Regions from separate parts of the Mus musculus genome. Here region 2 is linked to region 1. Evidence: chromatin contacts called from public Micro-C data. All regions are on one chromosome and are shown on one strand. Each heading gives the region's core, a stretch centred on a gene start, on an enhancer-like site or on the middle of the called end of the contact. The rest is flanking DNA. Distances are from core to core; before and after follow the strand shown.

Region 1 (6,486 bases), core at 2,477-4,976:
CAAATTGTGTAAATCTACTTAAACTGGGGTGGCAAGTACCTCGCTCGCCAAGAGTGAGCAAGATTTGCTAAGCTCGCCTATGAGAAGGCAAGCCCATCAGTTGAGGAGAGGCAGACCCACCGAAATTCTGATCACTGGTTCACCTACTTCCAACACCCTGTGACAGACCACTAGGGCAACATTCTCAGCCAAAATGGCTCTGGCTACGTGTCACGATCTGCAAAACTCATACTACGTGACATCACTGAGTCAACTAAAGCAAGGAAGAAGTGCCATGAAAGAAATAAGGAAACATGAAAAAAGTGTAAAATAATGATAATAATGATAGTAAGATTTTTAAAAGACAAGAAACAGAACCTGAAATCAAACTGGAAATAGCCACTTTCAGTCTGTAAAGACTTTTAAAGTATGAGGCACTTCCTGTTCCTTTTAAGCCACAATGAAATATTTTCACAATTACCAACGTCGTGATTAATGGTTTCATTTCCGTTGGGGGACGCTGGTTTCACAGAGTCAGACTGTATCTACTTAAGGAATATCATATTTGCAAGTCACAACCCACAGTGAGAAGATGTGCTCATTTCTTCAGAAACTTAAAACTAATAACCTTTATCTAGCACTGACTAGCAAGGAGTCACTGGAGTATTCAGACTCACCTCACTGGCCTGAGCTGAGCAGGTGTATGTATGTGCCCACAGGCTTGTGATGCAGGAAAATCCTGTTTATCCAAGGTGCCCTGGTTACAGCCCTTGGGGAGAGAAGGATGAGCAAGGCCCACCTCTGCTTCCACAGAAACTGGGTGACTCCTCCATATGTAAAGTGCAAAAGGGACTAACAATCGCTCACCGGAGCAAAATGCTGACATCAATGTTCCCACCAAATACCACCAACTCATCCTTCAGATCAAACTCTGAACATCCTTCTTCACCTTCTCTCTCCCAACCTACACTCACATACATACGGGGTGGGTGGAGAACTAGGGAGTCAGAGGTACCGGCACGGAGGATTTCTACATGGGTGTTTCCTGGGATGTTCATGGCAGAAAAGGCCATTGGAGTATGAGGTCCCAAAGGCCTGGTGGCCAGGATTCAAGTCCTGCCTCTGCACGCTGGGTGGTATGGACTCTGGGCAAGTTATTTAATCCATGCTTTAATGTTCACTGTAAAGTAGAGACTAATATTACCTACCACACAGGGCCGCTGCCAATGTGATGAAATCAGTTAATCCACAGAAACATTCCAAATGCCAGCCAGCAGGTAGTAAGGTGCTCGGTGATCGTTAGCTACCACGATTCTGTGTGTGTCTATACTAAGAGTGATTCTGACTTGTAGGCGTTCCAAAGGTGATTTAAGTATCCCTCACACTCCTTTTTATTCCTCAAGGAAGTTATCTGAAATCAGCCCCTAACAGCTGATTGTGTATTTCTAGATGAAAATCAAACTGCATTATATGCCTGAAAATTGCCAATTCTGTCGGCAAACTGAAGAAAGCATTTATGAACTGAAAGGCGCAAAGCTTTGCATCACAGCATCTTATAAGAAGTATTAATTAGATTTCCCATTCAGGCTAAGCCAGGATGAGATCATGAAGTCACTCACGGTAACCAGGTCCCTGCGCTCCAAGTGTGCTTTTTCAGTGAATGGCAAAATACTAACAAAAGAAACCTTTGACTCAAATACCACTGGTACCCAGGGTCTTGTGTCTGTATAATGCCTACACATTCATTTCTTTCTTTGCCTATAGAAAAAAGAAAGTCTGTTTGTTTTTCTGATTCAGTCAGCCCTTTTAGTCTTTGAGTCTAAGGAGAGGCTTGTGAAAAGAGCATCTTATCAGCATGCTCCAGCCAGCAGGCTGTGCCCCCCTCCACAACCAAACCTCCAGCCTCTCTCAGCAAAAGGCCTCACCCTCTGAGCCTTTTCCCATTTCAGAGCTAACACCCTGCTGGGTTTTGACAACAAATAAATGAATACACAAGGCCCTAACATAATTAGCCATCTTTTCAGGTAGAGAGAGGTGGGTGGGGGGAGGAGGGCTTGGGAGAATACTTTAGTGTAAATTGGCCTCACTTCTGAAGTTGACGCTGGCACACAGCATCTGAGGGCACTTATTTTAAATAAAGCCACATGAAGTGAGTTTTCGAGATACCCGTCCGTGAATCCTGACCTTGTGCATATCTATCTCAGCCAAGTCGTCAGTAAAGATTTTAAACTTGTAACCCAAAGATTGGACTTCTTAATCCAGGAGAAAGGCTGTGGCTTGGACATCGTGGGCACTGAAACCCAGGGACATTTATTTACTTCTTTTAAAGGGGAATTTTAACAAACAAAAGAGGCAAAGAAAGTAAAATAGAAAATAGTACTTTGTGACCCCGAGGAAGCATTTCAGATGGGCTGATGCTGGACAGCCGGAACAATAATCCTGCAAACCGCCACAAAGAACTCAGCAGGCTCCAGTGCCACACATCTGGATCTTAATGGAACCACAGTTTACGTGGAAGGGTGCATTTTGCTGCTATCATTACTGGGATAACTTAATTGATCTGTCTCTGTGGCTGAGGGTGTAGACTAGAGATTTATTACGAAGGGAAAAGATCTGCAATGCTGCCTTTTCTTTTTCAACAAGCATTCTGTCACTGACCTCTAAACGAGTTTAACCTTTTCTGAGCAGACCTGCACATTTTTAACATAATTTAGAGCTAGGGTTTTTGTTGTTGTTATTGCTGCTGCTGAGAGGCTGTGGGGTTTTTATCACAACATGGCTTCAGTAACCTTCTTTCAAAAACAAAGATGTTAAAAACAAAAGACCGAAACTAAAACCTGCCAGTTCCACTCCTTTTCCAGGCAGGGGATTCGGATGTAACCTTTCAAGTGCCTTTGGAGTTCAATCTGTTAGAAAATGTATGAAACAAAATTAGAATAGGAAAAGGCGTGTGTATGACTCAGGCTTATCCCAGTATCTCTATCACAGGATTTCCCTGTGTTTCTGAAAACCTTGAGAAAGTGACAGAAGTTCCTGTTTTTCTTTTCTTTTTTGTCTTTTTTTTTTTTTTTTTAAAATAAGAAGGGTGGCGCGCGCGAACACACACACACACACACACACACACACACACACACACACACACGTCTTCCGGGTTCCCCATGAATCAGACAGGTTTCTTGGAGGTCCCCTAGTGCAATGCAAAGCACTGCCCCGACGTATCCCCAGTTCCTCTGTACACAAAGGTCTCCAGGAAACCCCCAAACTTGTTGCGGGCCGCCGGAGCCCTTGGCCGCGCGCCTGCCCGTCCCACCTCTCCGCCAGTCCCCGTCCCGGTCCCCCCGGGCATCTCTCCGCCCGCCGCCTCCTTCCGAAACCGGGTCACCGCCCCGCGCGCTCGGCGCAGGCCTGGGGAGCGCGGCAGCCTCACCTGCTTGCGGTAGGGCGTCCTGCAGCCGCCGGCAGCGCCGGGGTGGCCGCTGCCGCTGGGGAAGATCATCTCGGGCGCGGGGAGCTGAGGCAACCGGGGCCGCGGCGCTCCGGGAACTCCCTCTCTCGCCTGTCCGGGCAGGCGGAGGGAGGATGCGGCCGGGGACTGGCTCGCGGCTCCCGCCCTAAAAGTGCGGCGCGACGCGCGCGGCCGGCGACTCTCGAGCAGCTCCGGGGGCCGCCGCCCTGCGTGCCATGGACCGGAGTTCGCGCGCGGTGCCGGCGGCAGCGGACGAGCAGCGCCGCCGCGTCCCCACCTCCCGCCGCCTCAACCACCGCCCCGAGAGCGCGCCGGCCGGGGGCGGGGAAGCAGCCGCGCACCGCCTAGTGCCGCGCCCAGCCCTCCCGCGCCTCCCGCCCGCCCGGCCGCCCGGCCGCGCCCGCTCCCCCGGCCTCGGCCCCCGCGCTCGGCCTCCCGGGCTGGGGCGGCAACCCGGGCTGCGCGGCGCCCCCATCCCGCGCAATGGTTGGCTCTGGCGCCCCGCATGCCTCACATTCCTGGGAGCAGCCACCCCAGGCCCTTGGGCCAGGCGTCGCCGTGGCTTCGCACCCCACTTGGCTGCCCCTTTTAAGGGCATCGCTTCGGGAACCGCTGGAACACCTGGATAGGAAGCCAATGGCCCGCCTTTTCTTTCATCTTTCACAGCAGCCCCTGGTCCCGAAAAGGCGCGGATAATTACTCTCACTTCCCTGTCCAGATCTACCTCCCAGGACACTTCTCAGCCCCCCAGTTATAAGCATGCTACATTTTTGTAGAGCAAACGGGTGGGTTTTTTTTGTTTTGTTTTGTTTTGTTTTTGTGTTTTCCTTTCCAGTCCCTCACCCAAATACACCCGGGAAAGTTTTCAATTTCATTCTTGTGCCACAGAGGAAGAGTTTTCCTTCAAGACAACATTATCAAAAAAGCAATGAAAACCTTATAAGCCATCCAAAGGGGAGACCTGTCCTTCCTGGAAAAGACAGAAGATACAGGAATTCAACCTAGTTATTAAAAAGACGGCAAGAAAGGGACAAAGACAGGAGTAATTTCCTTTGTTCTCAAGTGGAAAAAAAAATAAAAACTGCTTCTCTTGCCGCTCCTTTTGCAGTCACCTCTCTGGATGTAGCTAGCAGGCTTTGAACACATGTTGATGTGGAGGCCTCAGAAGAGGGTGGTCAAGCAAGCCATTTCTGGATAGGGTTACCAGGGCTGGTTGCCATCTTTAAATTGGCGACGGGGTCCCTGACAAGTATTCCTGAATTCTGGGATTACAGCCACAGTACACATACATAGGTCTTCCCTGGCTTCTAACATCTTCCTGGAAAGGCCCATCTGCTACAACAATGAAAAATCCCAGCTTGTCTTAACAAGAGAAGGAACTCAAACTCTGGCTGTCACAGAGATGCTATGAACGTCAACTTTCTAGCCAAAGTGTAGCCATTCAGAGACTTTTCTGAAAACAAAGTTGAAAATTATACTTCCCAGAAATCCTGCTGGTGACTTAGTCAGCTGCTTCCAAAGTCCCCAGAGTTCCAGCAAAAGTAACAAGAAATAATAAGTCTTGCCTATTGAAAGCAGACACACCCACAACACACACATAATCCTAATTCTTTTCACTTAAAAAAAAAAAAAAAACAGCAAAGGCTAGGGTATTCGGTGCATACTGGGCAAGTAAAACCTTAAAATTCACAGGATATCTGCCCTTGAAAGTGTTTAAAGATTACAGCACAGCCAGGCTGTGAGCTAGTGGGGACCCCAGAACTGTTTTTCTACTACTACTCCATGCATTGGTTTTGTTTTTTTTTTTGGTTTTTTTTTTTTTTTTTTTTTTTTTTTTTGCTGTGACCTGTTGTCTTTCCTCACTATGAGCCAGCACAAATGCAAAGTGGACAGTTTTAGTTCCAACTGTTCAAGTCGAAGATGCCTTTTCCTGAGGACTCGAGACACACCCTACTTCATCCTACCCTCTGCACTATTACCACAAGTCCCACCAGTCATCTACAGAAAAAGCCAGTGTACAACCTCAGTTGTCCTGACTGGTCTCTTAGGAAACCACAATTGAAACCACAGAAGAACAGCATTAAATTTTTTTATGGCTTTTCTCTCAAGTCATGATGTACTTGCTGGGTCATGACCCATTGGATACTGTGCTATTCCAAAATGCTAGCACTCGATTGGATGTCTAATAGTTCTCTAGAGATAAGAAAATGTTAAATGATAAAATTTAAAGAGATGGCAAAATAAATCTGATACTAGTAGAATGTGCAAATAATACTGAGAGGTATTAAGAGAACTGACCTTAAGACTTAAAATGAATCTAAGAATTAGCATGCTGTTTATAGTTTCACATGAACTGCTTAAAAAGAAAAAACATAGACATGTAGTACTTAAAAAAAAAGGAAACTTGAGTTCAAAAGCTCCAAATATGAAGTAGATCTATAAGCCATTATACAAAGAAGAAAAGATTAATAGTCCAACCTCAAAATAGGATCACAGAAACCCAAAAATTCAAACTTAAGGGAAATAGCTGGAATATGAAACTCTGTATATAACATACACAATCAATTCTAGATAATCCATGAGCAATTATAGGGATGGAGTCTAGCGAGGTCCGTCTAGAAAAGTCCACTTTCATTGTTGTCGATTTTGAAAGAGACATCAGAAACTAAAGGAACTGACCAGAAAGCCTGCAAGCTATTCGGGTGAAAATTCAGTGCTGCGGAGCCTTGTCCTGTGTACCTCCTTCTCCACCCTCAGCCTTAGGTGAAGCTGTGGGAATCTGACCCAGGGGCAGCCACTCTACAGACTGGCCAGTGACCTATGATCTGGGTGGGACTGGAAACATGAGCTCGCCAATCTGATTCTCAACCCTTGGGAATTTGATTCACAAAACTCCAAGGGCTAAACCAGTTAGGAAAGGGAAAGAAATGGCAAGAGCTGCCTGGGGTGAGGGGAGGGGGAGGGGAGAGGAGGCCATGACAGGCCAGAACCATATGCAAGCCAAGCTTATGAGGAAGCAGAAGCTATGAGGAAACAGGAAG
Region 2 (6,948 bases), core at 1,067-3,566, 59 kb after region 1:
GTGTATCCCATCAAAACGGGCTGGAAAACATAGATCCCAGTATGCAGTACTGGGAAGTGCAGCCAAGTGGAAGGTAATAGGATCACAAGAACAGAGCCTCAGAGTCAGGATGCCTTCCTCCAAAGAGTGGGCTAGCTCTGGAGAGTGGGCTAGCTCTGGAGAGTGGGCTAGCTCTGGAGAGTGGGCTAGCTCTGGAGAGTGCGCTAGCTGTGGCAGGGATTAAACACCTTTCTTTCTCTTCCACTTACTAATCAAGTACTTCTAGCCATAGAGCTGTGAGAAAAAGCATCTCTGTGGCCAGTGCCACAGAGCCAGCGGTATTTTGCTCTGACAGTCTGAACACAAGACACACAGGCCCTGTCCTGCTTCTTTCTTCTCCTATTCCCAAACAAACACCACTGCCCACCACTGTTGTCATCTTCCAGAACTGTTCACAAGTGTCATCTCATCCATAAAGGATGTTTTATTTCCCCTGGACAAAAACTAGGGTTACTGTCTGCTTCTTCCAGAGGCATCTCTCCGGAAGCCATCTTTGACTTCCGTCTTGGATTAGTGATGTTAGTCGTTATGTTCCATTCCAGCCACGCTGTATTGTGGTCTCTCTCTCTCTCTCACACACACAGAGACTATGCTTTCCCAATTCTAAATGATCAATATGCCTCCTTAAAAGTATCACTGCACAGATCTTTATCATAATTTAATGGTGATGTGATTAAACCCAAGAATGGCTTCTCAGACCCATCCATATCTACTTCATTCGATGTCTGCATCAACACAGCCTTCGAAAGAAGCGGTGCACAGTCGTCTCAATATCTGCATAGAAGATGAGGTAGAAAATGCACAACTGATGCATAGCCTTCTATATGTGTAAAGGTATGCCTGACAGATCACTACATTTTCAGTCATAGCTGGATCACTAGTCTGGTGACTCAGAATCGCATGGAAAAGGTAGCAATCCAACATGATCTCTTACTCAAAAGAACAACACTTACCATGAAGAAAAAAAAGTCACTTAATCCAATGAAGCTGAAAACACAATGTCACCAGATACAGAATTCAGATGCATATAAACTGGTCACTCTGATTTGCTAAGATTAGCACCCTTTAATAACAACAAAAGGAGAACCAAAAGGAGAGATTTCTACAAAGCAACCATTTTTTTAAATTAGGATTTTTTTCAGTAAAAGAGAAAATATTAATTTATGAGAGATTATTTTTAAAGTTTACAGAAAATATCACAATCAGCTTTCTTCTACATTATAAAAAAATTAATACTAGAAAGAGATGTTTGAAATTATTTATTTCCTTGAAAAAAAATAAACCAGTTGGAATTCATAAATATGCATGGCTGTATATGCAATACTGTACCCTAAACACATAAAGGTACAATTAAAGATAGTTTAGCAATTGTTTATTTAAAGGCTATTTGGATCAACAGAGTGATCTTTTTTGACTGACAGCCAGTACTCCAAAGTCCCTCCTTCACGCTCACAAGTACCTTCAAATCCTTGTCCTGAATATTTTTTTGTCTAACTCAAGATAGACTTTCACATCTTTTGATGAGATTTTGAGAAGTTGGGGGTGGGGGCTTTATAATATAGAAAAATCAAAGGATAAAACATGATTTATAATATAGACTCTAAATTGTGAGTTTCAGGACAGATAGAGGGAAGCAAACAGGCAACTTTAACATGTAAAGTTACATGTATGAGGTAATTTTTTAATAGTTTGAAGTGCTCTGCCAGGGCCAGCATATACATCACATATTCTCCCATTTGTGAGCAGTGGTCATTTGTGTTGCACACACAACAGGAACACTTTGTATTCAGCCACTCAAACCTCTCTAATATCATGCTTAACACACTTCCTGATGTCAGACAACAGAATAGAAACTGGAGGCAGAAACAGCTGGAGCCACTGGCTCTAGGGGCCTGGGGTGAGCTCAGATCATCCTGGTACTGAGTCGGCTTTTGGTCTTTCCATGTCAGACAACAGAGCCATGCTTCATGTTGGTGTCAATATAAACTATTTTTCAGAACTACAAAGCCAAACACCCCTGAGAAACTGAAAGGAAAGATACTTTAGGGAAAACGCAATAGGTACATTAAAAATATATATTTATATTTCTGGACAACAGAACTATAAATCAATCCCTTATGTATTTCCACCCTTCCCCCAAATGACTAAATAAATCATGCTCATTGTATGGTTTCCCCCTATTGTCGCCATCAACATCAAGGACTTTTCCCTTCTGGGCTAACTGTAATGGTAAGTTGGTCTAATCTAACTTCTTAAACATGGCGTGGACTGCAACTGGCCAGTGGTTGGTTTCACTTTCAGCTCTCATATCATTCCAGCTCTTTTCAGAGAAACCATGGCAGGAAGACCCAGGAAGCATTCTTTTGTATTATTTCCCAGCATTATTTTCCAAAAAAATCCATCTTGTAATTAATTTAAACACTCTCCTATGTTGAGCTCAGCTTAAAGAAAATTGCATAGGCTCAGTTGCACACAAAATAAAAGTACTACATTCTTTGACAGAGAAATAATTCACTTTTGGCGATCCCTTTATTGTTGCTATCTTTAGCTTCTATGGGGACTTATGTGAAAAAAAAATCCAGCGTGCACTTGGAATTCCACATCAAGGTTCTGCATTCCTGTTTATGTTAAGAGTTCCAAGAATGATCACGTGTGCACGCTGGCCCCCCTTGGGCAGGGCTAGCATGAAAGGCCGTTCAACCACGTTGTTTAATTGTATATAGTCCAGCACTAGGCAACTCTCCAAACCTTACTGTAAACATTGTGCAAGGTCTGTGAGTTCTGCTACACAATGGAGTTCGGGCTTTGTACAGTTAACTTCAAGTGGCAGTTCACTTCTCTTCAGGGTTTTAGACCCCGTTAGCCATCACCAGTACACACTGCTTTGCCACAAACCAGCTGGCATTTAGGAAATCAGAAACTTAGAAATTGATGCTCTGCTCCAAGGGTATCATTCCCCCCCATCCCCCACACCCCAAGTGCACCGACTTGGCACAGGATTTAGGGTTTAGTTTCAAAGCTAAAGGGGAAGGCAATCTATCACAGATTCTCCTGTTAAGGTTGGAAACAGAACAGAGCCGAATGAGGAATTCTGAACACTGGCCGCCCAAGATGGAATTAAGTGTACTGGCTATAATGTCAGAGCAACCTCAAGATTTTGTTAATTTGATGGAACTATTATTTTAAACTGTTCAAAGAAGAAAGAAAGAAAGAAAGAAAGAAAGAAAGAAAGAAAGAAAGAAAGAAAGAAAGAAAGAAAGAGAAGTCACGTTTCTATACACTGTTGAACTCCACACTGGCTTCTGAGCTTTTGATTAGGAGGGAGAGGAAGGCAGAGAACATAGGGTAAGAGGTAGCACATTCCTACCCTTGAGTTTAGAAGAATGTGCCTCATTTACTGTTCAAAGGACACTGTTTATACATTCCAGACTTCCATCTTATAATTGCGCCAGGATTTGTAAAAAGGAAATCTCAGCAGGGCAGAGAAATTATTCAAAGCAATAGCTGCACATAATTGGTATAAAATACCCGAACAGTCTGCTCTGAAAACTCTCTTTCTCAGCGACGCACATTTACACCCCCTCAACTCTCTTTCAATATTCAAAGAGTTTGACTACTTCTCTTCTGGAGCTTGCATCTTTTCTTCCTTTCTTTCCTACAATGACTTTTTAAATGTTTTGTAAGTAGAATATAATGACATCATTTCCCCCTTCTCTTTTAATCCCTCCCCTCCATCCATCCCATGCACCTCTTTCTCTTTCTCAAATTCATGGCCTCTTTTTCTTTAGTTGTTACAAATGTCTATTCCTAAATATATGCAACCTTCTCATCTATGCAACATCTATTCCTAAATGCAATCTTCTCAGTGTGTTCACTGTCACCTGTGTGCAGATGATCTCAGAGCTGACCACTTGGTATTGGATTGCCAACTGGAAGGGTCTCCCCTAAGGAAGATCATCCCCTCCCCCCCTCCCCCCCCTCCACTCTTAAGTTGTCTAGGATTGAGGCCTTCCGGGCTTTCCCCCATGCTGCTCTCCACTGTGTTGTCGTCACTGTTCAGGTCTTGTTTAAGCAGCCATGTTGATGAGACTTCATGGGTGTAGCCTCTTTGACATTTCTAGGAGACACAGTCTTACAGCAAACTTCCTGTTCCTCTTGCTCCACAATCTTTCCAAGTACTCTTCTACAATGATCTCTGAGCCTTGGGTGCAAGAGCTCTGTGTTCATGTTTGCGCTGGTACTGGGTTTTGATACATTGTTCTTTGGGTTTTGACACATTGTGGTTTTATGATATGGCCTCTGTTGTGCAGAGAAGTTTCTTCGAAGGGGATGAGAACCACACTTCTCTGTGGGTACAGGATAAATATTGAGATGGCCTTCAGGATTATGCTGTAATAGTGGTTGTAGAGTCTCCTCCAAGATTGATGGCTTCACAAGAAGTCACCGTGAGACCCGTGTACTTTCTAGTTACCACCAAAGTATGTGCACCAGTATGACACCCTTAGTCCTATCGACAGGTGCCATGCTGGTTGGTGGTTTTCGTAGATGTCATAGCTGGGTAAGACTATTATTCTTTGCTTCCCTCCCTTGGAAGTTTGGCACCTTCTGGTACTAGCCTTTTCTTTCTCTAATCAGATGCCTATTTTAAAGGGTCCAATGAAGAATTTCCAACACAATTTATATAATAATTTCATACCCATCTAGCTATATTAGTGTTTACCTAGTTACCATAGCAACAGGTAAACTGCACCCATGTTAGAGAAGAAAGGTGGTTTTATCCTTTATAGTTTTCATAAAACATTGTGAGTTAATTATGTGTTTTACCACATGTAAAAGTAAGCTAAAAATTGCATTATGTTATTATCATCTCAAGAACTCAATTAAATGGACAAAAAAAAAAGCAAGCTTAAGTCTAAAGATTATTATACACACTTAAAGAACACATAAAGGAGTGTGAGACACAGAGTGAGGCATAGCTTGTGCTTTGAGAGCAGGGGCGTTGCTTCGCACAGCCTCTCACTGGACCTCTGAGGTGGCCAGGTTTCCGACACGATCCCTTCAGAAGAGAATGGGAAGAAGCAAAGTAGTAGCATCTTCTTACTTAGAGTGGCATCTGTGTTAAGTGTTATTTTACACTCTGTGTGTGATGTGCAAGGCCTCGGCAAATGATACTCGGTGGAATTTTAGCAGTGTCTCCACACGGAGATGAATGGGGACTTGGGAAAATGTCCTGATGTTCTGCTTGCGAGAGAGAGAGAGAGAGAGAGAGAGAGAGAGAGAGAGAGAGAGAGAGAGAGAGAGAGAGAGAAATCCCATGAAACCAAAACCATCACCTTAGCTTTCACGTTCACCTTAAGGATAAAAAGGCATAGTAAATTTTATGTTAGCGTCACATAATAAAAAACAAAATTCTTATGTGCAGCAATAGACATTTGTAATAATGAGTCATGATAAAAATTAGAAATTGATTTGCTTTATGCACTGTGCGGGTGTGTGTGTGTGTGTGTGTGTGTGTGTGTGTGTGTGTGTAAATTCTCTTGTTGTATGTTTTGGTAGAAGCCAGAGCACAACTTGCAAGAACTGGTTCTCCTTCCATTGAGAAGGTCCTAGGGACCCTACTTAGATGAATGGAAAACCTTCATCCTCTGAGGCATCGCTCCAGCCCAGAACATAATCCTTCCAAACAGCAGAAGTCTCAGACCTAATCCTTCAGTCTATTCACTACGGGCTAACGAAAGCATGGTTGGAAGGTTAGGCAGAAGGTGGGTTCATACAGAGGAGAGGAAATCAGGAAATGCCCGTGGACTCCAACAAGGGTACAAAATAGTTCTCATTTGCAATACAGATGCTATTTCATATTTACAGTGTGACATGTTTCTCTTTATGGAACAACCATAAGCCTCGTCATTCTTTTTTTTTTTTCCTTCTGATTTCTAGAAGCTTTAAAAGAGAAGATTAAATGTTCTCAGAAGTGCAAGTAGAGCATTCATATCAGATTCAAAGACATGATCTCAAAAATGATCTACACAACATATCATTAAGCCAATGAAATCCACAAATAGCAGAGAAATAAAATTAATGTCAAAATTCTTGAAGATAAGGTAAATACAGCATTAATATTTTATATCTTTAAATTTTATAACACATCTATCATGTTTTCTTCCATTCATATATATAGTTCTTCATTCTTTGTGGCCAGCCAGGTGCTCACATTGAAGAGGAACTAGTGTGGGAAGGGTCAAACATCCAGACAAACCACGTTACAGAAGTGTGCTATTCTTTCTCATTGAAGTAGCCTTTCAAATGATGAGAAATTTGAGTACCGTGGTCTAGTGATAATTCAGCATAAATAACTATACCTATCGTTATTAAGTATGTACTACATACATTAAAGGGTTCTCCTACGTTTGGCCTGCGGGTTAATTGGCAAATGGATTAGAATCATTCTCATCTTTGCTGGTTTTCCTTTCTTTCTCCTTTGCATGTCAGTCACCAGCACGTTTAGGAGTCTTCATGATTTAAAACCCTGGAATTGCAAGATAGACCTTCTTATTTCAAAATGAACTCTCCAAAAGTCAACCAGGGAGTGCTGGTTTGCAAGAGTTTACTCTAGCCACATCTGTCCCACACAAGATTAGCAGGCGGCTAAGACATAAGGCTCAGACCTGGGTGATATGAGTCCAACATGAAAGGCTGCTCCAGAGATCAGTGATAGACACAGAACGTTCTCATCTCTGCGAAGCTCTAGTAGACAAAGCCGCACGGACTGGATGAGTAATTACATAGGAAGTCCCCAATGTCACTTTATAATGTCACCTTCAAATACTTAATGCCAACAATTGTTTGGTGGCTTTACGCATTTAATGTGGGTGGCAAGGCACAGCTCTATCAACGGCCAATTTTCTTACA

The links. Hi-C and Micro-C count contacts between places; a contact is called where the count stands out from the background.
Region 2: a contact with region 1 is called in a Micro-C map of embryonic fibroblasts, with 3 times the contacts expected there. The contact joins the enhancer-like site here to the promoter of Rbms1 in region 1. A contact is called at or near these places in 1 of 39 promoter capture datasets (3T3-L1-derived adipocytes), 2 of 15 datasets of contacts at CTCF or cohesin (CD8 T cells and the NIH/3T3 cell line), 4 of 484 Hi-C or Micro-C datasets (embryonic fibroblasts, nephron progenitors, uterus and 1 more), 5 of 115 datasets of contacts at active chromatin or transcription factors (the SCID.adh cell line, bone marrow-derived macrophages, craniofacial prominence and 2 more) and 2 of 9 other capture datasets (adipose tissue and pancreatic islet).

What each region holds. Positions count from the first base shown.
Region 1 is chr2:60,877,712-60,884,197 of GRCm38.p6, forward strand. Rbms1 (RNA binding motif, single stranded interacting protein 1) reads right to left here and starts at 3,727. Exons shown (of 14, transcript NM_001141931.1): 1 at 3,407-3,727. The coding sequence starts at 3,475. It overlaps LOC108168762 (a long non-coding RNA gene), which reads right to left. Exons shown (of 2, transcript XR_003953832.1): 2 at 5,255-6,486.
Region 2 is chr2:60,937,830-60,944,777 of GRCm38.p6, forward strand. It overlaps a transcript of Rbms1 not described here. Among named protein-coding and RNA genes, the nearest start is that of Gm33647, 28 kb to the right of the region's middle. Within about 2 kb of position 2,317, at least 99 of the 459 cell types and tissues checked have an H3K27ac peak or open chromatin away from gene starts, as enhancers often do. A contact at or near this core is called in 3T3-L1-derived adipocytes, the NIH/3T3 cell line, the SCID.adh cell line and 6 more, where this site is marked.